Linked DNA regions of Ovis aries: all the other regions are linked to region 1. A link is a contact called in public Hi-C data. All regions are on one chromosome and are shown on one strand. Each heading gives the region's core, a stretch centred on a gene start, on an enhancer-like site or on the middle of the called end of the contact. The rest is flanking DNA. Distances are from core to core; before and after follow the strand shown.

The links. A called contact is a pair of places that touch in the nucleus more often than the background predicts.
Region 2: a Hi-C map of liver shows a contact between it and region 1, with 2.8 times the contacts expected there. The contact joins the promoter of ZHX1 here to the promoter of FAM91A1 in region 1. A contact is called at or near these places in 2 of 16 Hi-C or Micro-C datasets (liver and skin fibroblasts).
Region 3: a Hi-C map of muscle shows a contact between it and region 1, with 5 times the contacts expected there. The contact joins the enhancer-like site here to the promoter of FAM91A1 in region 1. A contact is called at or near these places in 6 of 16 Hi-C or Micro-C datasets (hypothalamus, liver, muscle and 2 more).

What each region holds. Positions count from the first base shown.
Region 1 is chr9:29,141,540-29,144,941 of ARS-UI_Ramb_v3.0, reverse strand. FAM91A1 (family with sequence similarity 91 member A1) reads left to right here and starts at 1,600. Exons shown (of 23, transcript XM_060393671.1): 1 at 1,600-1,907. The coding sequence starts at 1,836.
Region 2 is chr9:29,563,156-29,566,557 of ARS-UI_Ramb_v3.0, reverse strand. It overlaps ZHX1 (zinc fingers and homeoboxes 1), which reads right to left and starts at 1,523. Exons shown (of 4, transcript XM_042254165.2): 1 at 1,257-1,523.
Region 3 is chr9:29,404,738-29,408,139 of ARS-UI_Ramb_v3.0, reverse strand. No RefSeq gene overlaps it. Among named protein-coding and RNA genes, the nearest start is that of FBXO32, 51 kb to the right of the region's middle. Within about 2 kb of position 1,514, at least 21 of the 54 cell types and tissues checked have an H3K27ac peak or open chromatin away from gene starts, as enhancers often do. A contact at or near this core is called in liver, muscle and tail adipose tissue, where this site is marked.

The sequences.
Region 1 (3,402 bases), core at 351-2,850:
TAGCAAAGTCCTACTGAAGCAGAAATGACCGGAGGCCTGGGTCAAGGACCTAAAAGGATGGACATTACTGTTTACCAAGGCTCCATGGGGACTTCCCTAGTGGTCCAGTGGCTGAGTCCGAGTTCCCAATGCAGGGGGCCTGGGTTTGATCTCTGGTTGGGGAACTAGATCCCATATGCCACTGGCAACCAAGAGTCATGCTGCAACTAAAAAAAGATCCCGCGTGCTGCAACTAAGAAGACCCACTGCATGCCTGCATGCTCAATTGCTTCAGTCATGTCCGACTCTCGACTCTTTGTGACCCTATGGGCTGCAGCCCGCCAGTCTTCTCTGTCCATAGTATTCCCCAGGCAAGAATACTGGGGTGGGTTGCTACTTCCTCCTCCAGGGGATCTTCCTGACTCAAGGATGGAACCTGTGTCTCCTGCATCTCCTGCATTGGCAGGCTGATTGTTTACCACTATGCCACCTGGGAAGCCCATTTGTTTCAACTCATCAGACATAATGAGGTCCCTGCTATGTGTTGGACTGGCCAGCTGCTGAGCTGTGCCCTAGGCATCATAAAACTTTCCAAGTTGTATATCTGGCATGTGTGTAATAGAATATTTTTTAAAACCATTGTTTAAAACTGAAATGTAGTCACAAAAATACTGAACTGGTCTGTGGCTACTTGCCAGTAGCAAAGGTCATGAATTTGCTAAGCCACTGTAACAAATTCTGGATGAAAGTGTTCGCAAAGATCTTCCTAATAGAACTGAAATTAAGATAGGCTGAATTTTTGCCTTTTAAAAGTGACTCTGGAGACATTTGTAAGGAGCAGAGCAGCTGTATGCAAGAATGTTTATCTTAGATTCCCTCCGGGCCTCTCCCACATCAGCACCAGCTGTCTAACATTCAGTTCCCTGAAGTCCTGATCTGGACCTTTGTGGGAACTGCTTGGTGGTCCAGTGGTTAGGACTCTGCCATTCACTGCTGAGGACCCAGGTTCAATCCCTGGTTGGGGAACTAAGATCCTGCAAGCTGCAGGGCAGTCCACAAAGCAAAACGAGCATTTGGACCTTTGAAGGAGAGCCCAGTTGTTTCTCTTGCACAAGATGCAACTACCAGGTGGAGATGAAGGATCACTAGCCCTTTGCTCTACCACTCCACTGTGGCGACAGCTGACTTACCCATTCCTTTATGAGCTTGGACCCCTTCCCCCTGGCCTCGGTTCAGGGCTGGCTGTTGGGGGGCCCCCGGGAACCTCACCGCTCTTGCACTTTTTAAAATCGACTATGGCCCCCATCCCAAGTCATTCCTTCTAGGTATCCCACCCAAATGTCTGTAGCCGCCTGCTCCAGGGCCATCCGGGCTCACATTTGGGGAAAGTGGGTCATCCAGCACTGGCACTACAAACCCAATTGATTTATCCAGAGACTGACAGAGGGATACGGGGCGCGCGGACAGGGAGTCACTATCCGGGTACCACCGGCTCCACCTGCCTGGTCCACTCGCATGCAGGGACCTGAGCAGCAGGCCAGCCCCGGCCCCGCCCCTCGGCCCTGCTCCGGCGAGCGGAAGTGACGCACACCCTAAGCCATTTCCGGCCAGCCCGAAACTAGGAAGAAACTTGGAGCCGCCGAGGTGTCCGGCAGCCCCTCTCCGCTGCTCCCGTGCCCCGTGGCCCGGGCCGCGCCGAGCTGTCGGGAGCCCAGGCCATGGGGCAGCCCGGGCCGTCCTCAGTGTGAGGCGCGGGGCCTCCCGCGGGCTCCCTGGACGGGCCGAGGGCGGGCAGGCGGGAGGCGTCGTTCCAGCGGCGATCCCGGCCGCTGCCGCCCCGCCAGGCTCCTGGCATCATGAACATAGACGTGGAGTTCCACATCCGGCACAACTACCCCTGGAGCAAGCTGCCGGCCAACGTGAGGCAGGTACGGAAGCTGCGGACCTGGTCCAGCCCCGCTGCCACCTGCTCGCGCGCCTCTGGGCTCACTCCCGGCCTTGCCCCCGCTAAGGGTCTGGATTTAACCGATCCCAAACCCGCTGGGGAGGGGGGGGCCCTGGGGCCAGAGGGGCAGGATGGGGCTGTTGCGAAATGGGATGGAAACCACAGGATTCGCCTGGCGCCTTCGCACTCGGTCTTCGTTTCACCAGGCACTAGGCTAGACATCTTCGAAACAAATTTGAAACACAGCTCCTGATCTTCAGAACTTGGGGATGGTGGCAAAGGGCCGAGAAACAAATGACTGCGTTACAGGCTGATAGCTGCTCACACGAACCAGCATCATAGTGTAGGGGCGCGCACAGAGGAGGGACTCAGAAACTGGCAATGGAGCATCAGGAGAATGTGTAAGAGAGCTATTTAAAATGGGTTTTAAAAGACAAATAAGAGATAGCTAGAAAAGAGGGGCATTAAAGATTTTCCAACGAGAGAGAAAGTCATTTTGAAAAGCTTAGATGAGCGAAAGCGTGCTTTCACAATCTGGAGGTGGGGCTTGGTTAGGGTTTGGGGGTGGGAGCTGTCAGGGCCGGATTTTGCAGAGTTTTCCTACTTTGTTTTGTTGGGCTTTGTTTTGTTTAGCCTCCCGACAGGTGGGTTTATTAGAGATGTTGCAACAAGAGAGTGACAAGGAGGTTTGGTCTTTTTTTTCCCTCAGAAGTAGTTCTCAAATGCTTGAGAGTCATTTTTACTCAGTTTTGCGGATATCTGTTGAACACCTGCTGTGTACTATGCCTTGTTTGAGGTGTGGGTAATTTGCAGCAGTCAACACAAGGAAAGCCCTGTCTTCATGGAGCTTACATTTTAGAAAAGAAAGACAGTAAACAAATGAGTAAATACATGATACGGGGAGTGGTGGTGAAACTTATGAAGGGAGTGATGAGTGCTGTATAGAAAGCACTGTTTTTCTCTGGCCAGTGGTTGACCTTCAAGTTCCCACCGCGTTACTTGGTTGGGAGTGAAATTCTATTTTCCATTGGTCCTGAACACTGGCATATTTGGAGGGTTTGAGATGGTGGTGGTGATGGTATACAGATTGTTACTTTGCCGCAGCTCTCAGCTTGGGGTCTTAGTTCCAGGCAATGAATAATTTAAGGTTCTGGCAGTGTATCATGTGGCAGAGAAAATGCTTTCACTTCAAGATATCAAAAACACAAGTGGAAAGATAAATTTAAGGAACTCCGAATCCTTGGGTGGCAGTGGCCGCCCTTGTGACATTAATCTTGAACAGGAAGAAGAAAGCTCTAAAGCTGGAGGAATCAGCTTCTCTTGTTAAGCTTGAATGAGGGCCTTGATGGACACTTTCTGTCTTTAGAGTTTTGTGGCATATGGCAAGACAACTGGAAGAACCAGTAAGCCTTTGTTTCCATGTTTACTCTTCCTTTCACAAAAATAAATGTAGCTTGATAGACAAGAGATGGATGATT
Region 2 (3,402 bases), core at 274-2,773, 420 kb before region 1:
CGCAGTGGCATTCCCGCTCTGCCCAATCTCTTCCCCACATCCCTCCTCTATCCATCCCCTTTCCCGCTTCTTAATCCTCCTATCCCGAATCTCTCACTGAAGCCCTGCCAGAGAGTTTGATCCTTCCCTAATCTAAACTAAGGATATGCAATGGAACCTTTTTCTTCTCGGGGTTCTGCTTTTCCCTGTTACCCACAGAGAGATGGGGAGGGATGTATTGGAACAAAGAATTTTAAGTCCCTTTCTCTAGAACTTTGGTGTAAATACACAGGGAAAGGGCATCCACCAGGGCTCTTCTTTCCTGCCATTTGACCCCCTTCCTCTCGGAGCTCTTTCCTAGCCTCTCATTCGCCGCAAAGGTCAGGAGCTTGTTCCCTTCAGGCCCTAAGGCTCGCAGCAGTCCCTGGTCAGCTTCCCAGTCTCCCTCCTGAAAGGGACGGATAACATTTCCATTCTCTTTCATCAACTTCTCCTTAAGTCCCAGGGCTTCTTCAAAACATAATATAGCTAAGGACTCAACTCTGAGTCTTGCCCTGAAATGGATGCCCAGCCTTCCCTGAAGTGGGGTACAGTCTCTCCCCGAAGGGTTTTTTTTTGCTCCAACCCCAATGCCAGTGCGCTCAGCTCCAGCAAGAGAATCTCTTCTCTCAGGGAGAATGAGTCCCTACGAGGCCACATGCCCCAGCAGGTCAGGACTCCCGATCTCCCTCCCCTAGGATCCTCAACACTGCTGGCGTGGTCCATTCCTGCGGCGCCTGCCCCTCTTCTAAGGAGACCCCGTTCTCACTCAATCCCAAGTTGCTCAGTCCTCTCGTAGGCAGGCGGGCTGAGATTTTTCCTTACAGAGCCCACCCCCAGCTCCTTCCACGGCCGCAAAGACCCCGAGAACGCAAAGGAAGCTCGGGGTCTGTCCCCCGACGGCGATCCCGGCCCAGGCAGGCCCGGTCCTTGCCCCTCGGACGCCCCGCGCTGGTCCGTCCTGCCATCCGCCGCGCTGAGCGCGCTCAGCCCCCCGGGGGCTCTGCCCCGGGGCCGCCCTCCTCCGTCCTGCCCGCGTGCCGCTCGCCTTCCCGGCCCGCCTCGCCGGCCGCGAGCTCTTCGCTGCTGGTTCCCACCCGTAGCCCCGGACTCCCTGGGCCGCTCGTCGCGGAGCCCGCTCGGGCCGCTACCTGCAGGAGCCGCCGCGCCTCTCAGAGCCCCGCCGCCGCCATCTTGCATTTCAAACCGGCTGCACTTTTCAGGGAGTCAACTCTGACCTGTGAACCCTATACCCGGAACCGCTCGGTGGGCCGGCTCACGGCTTCGGCAGCGCGGCGGACCCGGCGGAGCGCAGAGAGTCGGGGGTGGGGGTGCGAGGCGAGGCGCGCGCCCCAGCAGCCGACCGGGGGCGGGAGGGGGAGGGGAAGAGCCGGCCGAGGCGGGGCCCTCCCGCGCGCGCACCCTCCGCGCGCCCCCACCCCGCTCCGCGCCTGGGTCCCTACCCTGGGACCCTGCTGCTCCCCTGGGGTTCTACCCGGGTCTCTGCCCCCAGGATTGGCGCACGGCTGGAGGTAGGGAGCCGCCCCGCCCCTCTGTCAACAGAAGCCCCGCCCCCGTCTACGGAAGCTCCACCCTCTGTCAACAGAAGCCCCGCCTTCCCCAGGTCTTGAAGCGGCCCCGCCCCCTTGCCGGTGATAGCTCCGCCTGCTATTGGCAGAAGCCTGGTCTTCATTCAGGTCAATCCAGAAGGCACCTCGCCTTCTGCCAGTTGTGGCCCCGCCCCCTGGGCGCTCCGCCTTCCTAGTGTCACCGCTGGATCGCGAGAAACGCCCCTTGTCATCAAGAGCTCCATTTGGTGGCAATATTACCCCAAGCCCCGCCCCTTTCAGCGGGAGCCCCACCCACTGTCAATAGAAGCCCCGCCTTCCTGAGACCTTTCTTGGTTCTAGCCCGAAGCCCCACCTCCTGTCAATTGCCGCCCCGCCTCCACTTGCCTCCAATTCGGCCAAAAGCCGCCCCTCCGCCGTCGGACACCGAAAGTTCGGTTCAACCTCACTTGGAACTGCCGTTCAAGACCAAGCCACCCTCTGCTCTCGAAAGCCCTCCTTTGCCTTCTCACGAGTCACTCTTCTGAAGGGCTTTCTTTTCAAGCTGTGGTCGTCAAATCCCGACAGCTTCAATGGGAACCAGCCCCGCAGCGAGGGACCCAGGCTTTGGGGAAAATGGCCCCTCCCCACCTCCTTCCTTCCCTCCGCCCCCCACATCGTTTTTAAAATGGAGAAAAGTACAGACCAAAGCAAAGAGAAACGGCTCACCCTCAAGCTAGTCGGCTCAGATTCACGGACCAGGACGTGTGAGAATTCTCTGGTAGCTTAGTGTTCATTCCCCGCCGCCACCCAAGTCCTGGACCCTCTGTGCTTTGACAGCAGCGCTCCGCTGAGCCACATTAATCCCAAAACATGCAGTTGCTTAAAGCGAAAGCTTGATGGTTGAAATCAATGTACACCAGCTTCTTTTTACTTATACGGTTCGTCTTAGAACCCCAGAACTTGTGGAAGCAGAAGCAAGCAAAGATTAATCTTGTAAAAGTAGGCATTCAATTCTGCCATAGTCCACACCATGTATGCAACAAAACAAAAATTTAACATTACTCTCCTGGAATTCAATTTATTGACATGTATACTACGTACAAGAAACCACTGTAATTGTCTAATAATATAAAGGTGAAATAAGCAAAAGTAATGTATTTTTAAATGTTATACTAGTTTCAATAAAAATCAGAAAATATTTTTCACTGTGGGAAAACCTGGCACCAGTATGAGAACTGCAATACAAAACATGCCCCCACAAAATTTCAATATGCCCCCTAGGGGGCAGTACTGTGCCCCCGAGACCTGCTTAGGATTTATCTGAGGAAATGAAATGCTTCGGATAGGGAAATTCATCTTTTGTTGAGCATTTAACAACTAGGTTTTTGAGTACCAGTGTATGCCAGGCACTGTGGAAGCTGAAAAGCTGAATCAGGCAACGTTCTGTCTTCAAGGAGATTACAGTTTAGTAACCAAGCAAAAAACGTTGAGCATAAAAACATCAAGCCAGGTGAGCAGTCAGAAAGATCAAGGAGAAATACATCAAGAGACCCCCTTTAAGGGTATGAATTAATGAATATAAATCTTACCTTTCTCTCTCTCTTCCCCTCTCTCTCTCCCCCTCCCTTTTCCCCCCTTCTCTCTTTTCTCCCACTCCTCCTCCCCCTCCCCCTCTTCTTTAGTATCAATTTATAGTCACCTTCTCTCTATAAGCTGTCTGCCTGGTTCACTGCCTAGTGCCAGCAGCCCAGAGTTCTCCCAATTTAGGACCATGCCCAGAGGGCAGTTCTGTCCAGGAAAACAATTTCAATAGCTCAGTGCTGAGAACAGTGTC
Region 3 (3,402 bases), core at 265-2,764, 260 kb before region 1:
CTGCCATGGCACTGAGCTTGGGGGTTAGATTAGTGTTAATGGGAAGCTTCAGAATAATGTGAAAAATTATTATAAAAATGACAAATGTAACTCTTGCCATACTTTGGAACAAGCAAGAATAATTTTACAGTTAAAGACAGAAAGTCCTCTTTCACTACTTTCTTCTGGGTCCATCCAAATCAGTCCCCCTTTCCCCCACCACCCATCCTGAGGTAGCTATTGTAATAGTTTGGGGCATCCAGAGTCGGACACAACTGAAGCGACTTAGCAGCAGCAGCAGCAGCATTGATGTAATTATACATTTTATTATGTATGTTTTAAAATATGCTCCTATGGACTGAATTGTGTTCCCTCCTAAAATTCACATGTTGAAGCTGTAACTCCCAAAGTGACTGTATTCGGAGATAGGGTCTTTAGAAGGAAATTAAGATTAAATGAGGTCAGCTGTCCATCATGTGAGGCCACAGCAAAAAAAATGGATGTTTGCAGGTCTAAGAGAGCTCTTATCAGAAACTGGACCCTGTTCGACCTTGATCTGGGACCCTCCAGCCTCTGGAACTGTCAAAAAATAAATTTTTGTTGTTAAAGGCCCCAGTCTGTTTTATTTTGTTGTGGCAGCCTGAGACTAAGACACCTTCCCAAAATTAGAAAAAACAGCAAAAAGAATCTTCATTGACCTGTTATCCAGATTCAACGAATAAACAGGGAAGTGGTGGGATTAGATAATGCGTTCTAGAAAGACCTCTCGGGCAGCAAAGTGGGTATGTTGGGGGGGGTTCAGTCTGGAGATGGGGAGACAGGCTAAGCACCTCTTGTAAACTTCCAGGCAAGCGATGCTGAGGGCCCTAGTTGGGGGAAGGCAATAGAGGAGGAGAGGAGGGGCTGACCAGGGAGGAATTTAAAAGTAGAATTGATGGGCTACATGTGCTTCAATCATGTCTGTGTTTTATTATATCTAAGATGCCATGGATTGTTAAGATGCAGCCTGAATTCAAAGATATAAAAAATGGAAAGAATGTTAATTTTAGGATTGATGAAAGGCCCTAGAATTAAAAGCTGGGACTACCAACCCCCACCATGGGAACAGCAGACATGAGCTCATAATTTAGAGTGTAAAAGAGAAGCAAGATTTTGATATCTGGAATCCTGATGCATAGCATGGGTTAATGAATTTCTTTAAAAAAATTACTTCTTAAGTTGAACTCTTCTTTTTTACTGTTCTTGATTAAAGAACATGTTGGAGGAGTGGGTTTTGTGGCTGGGAACTTTATAGGAGCCTCTCCATTTTAACAAAATGCTATCCAGATGAGATGATGTCATTTACAACTTCACAGTCATGCTCAGTTTGGGGGCAGCCAAATTCCGTCTATTTAATAAAAAAAGGATGTTTTGAATGGGGGTGCTAGGGGGTTTGGCCTGTTGATTTCTTTTCATGGTGCTTTCTTGGGCTTTCAGACAAGTTTGGACTCCACAGGCAGATGGAGCTCTTATCCATGTTTTCTCTCCCCAGCGACAGGCCTGCAAGCCCGTCATTTCCCAGTACTGGCATCTCTCCTCTTGGAGCTGGGATGGTTACATAAACACTGAGAGCAACATAGCTCGTCCAGGCTACACTTCGAGGACCTGAATTCCCCTTTGGAGGGAATGGCACTCAAGTAGAAGCAGGCTGAGGGGCAGGACACCGCTTCCCCAAGCAGAGCCAGAGGTGGGATTGATGGCAGGGGCACCAGGAGGGACCCCAGCCACATCACTCAGTGAATTCATGTCTTCACATCCAGGACTCCACCATGATTTCTGCCTTTTCAAATTTAAAATTGGATTGAAAAATGTGTGCGAGTGTTTTCAAAAAGTCCAGAGCCAGACTTCTTTTTTTGTTGCAAGTTATTTTAGGACTTATATTTTATCGGTTGCTGTTTTGGAAAAAAGGGCTTTCGCCTCTGCGTTCCCGGAAGTGCCCAGCGAAGTGAGCGTGCGCTCTGGATTTAGACAGCCCAGGTCTGAATGCCAGTTTCAATGTGTGTCTCTGGCCAAGCTGCTCATCCTCCAGTACTTCAGTTCTGTCTATAAACGGGGGCTAATAAGTAGTGCCTATTCCATAGAATTGTTGAGATAATCAACCATTTCACATGCTTAGAACAGTGCCTTGCTAATTCAATATACAAGTAGCAAAAATAACCACAGCTAGAAATATTGAATACTAGGAAAAGTGTTCAGCTTACTCTGTGCCAGGTACTTTTCTACATAAAACAGCTCTCTTTATCCAACCAGCTGTCCTATAAGTAGATGCTGTTATTATTCCTGTTTTATAGATGAGGAAACTGAAACATAGAAAAGTCTATTTGGTATAAATATTCTTGTGTCTCTGCCGAACCTCATATAAACCTGGTTGTAGAGTATTAAAATTTTCGGTTTATATGCCTGGCTCTCCACCATAAATATGTAGGCTCCTCAAATATGATAACTCTAGCTGTCTTTATTTTTTCCCCCTGGGTGAGGTTCTCATTAGTTGTCCACTTAATACATAGTAAGTGTGTATATGTCAATCCCAATCTCCCAGTTTATCACAGATCTAGTACCAGACACACAGTAATAATGTTAAATAAGTTGGAAGGAGCTTAGTGGGAAGTGTCAGTTTAGGGCATCAGAATGAAAATACATATTGTTTCAGAATTGGCTCCCAACCATTGTTATCTGGGTCTTTCCAAAGCTCCATGGGAACAGCTTCCTTGATGACCTTCAGGCCAAATTATCCAGTTTTTCATTTCCTGCTGGTTATTAGCAGTTTCACTCCAGAACTGGGCTTCACCCTGGTTTATTCTATAACGTCTCTCTCCGATTCCCGCCGTAGCTCTCCTCCCCTCCCGGCCGGTGTACCTGTGACTGCAGTCTCTGCTGGTTTCCTTGTGGCTGTCTCTCCTCCCAGAGCTTAGGTGTGGGCGGTAGGAGGGTGACATCAGGGTGACATTTGCCTTACTTGGCAGTCCAGGGTGAGGTTTCCGTCCTCTCTACACAGGCTCTTACTATCTCTCCAGCTGCTTGGTAGTCCGTTCTCTCTCAGGGGGGCGGGTGCTCAAGGCTGGGTCTTCCATGGTGTGTGAGGGCCGGTCCTTTGCAGGCCCTTTGGGAATCTCTCCCTCCCCAACACACTCCCCAGCTCGGAGAGCTGCCTCCAGTTGCAACCTCTTTCCCTGACCCTACTTCAGTTCCTGCCTCTTCCATGGCTACTAGGGTCACTGACCTGGGGGACACCCTTTTTAAAATGTGTGCTTTTTTTTTTTATTGTGGTAGAAGTCACATAATATAAAACATGCTATTTTGACCATGTTTAACTGTACAGTTCAGTGGCACTCAGGACATTCACACTGTGTGATTCTCACCATCATACATCTCTGGAGTTTTTCA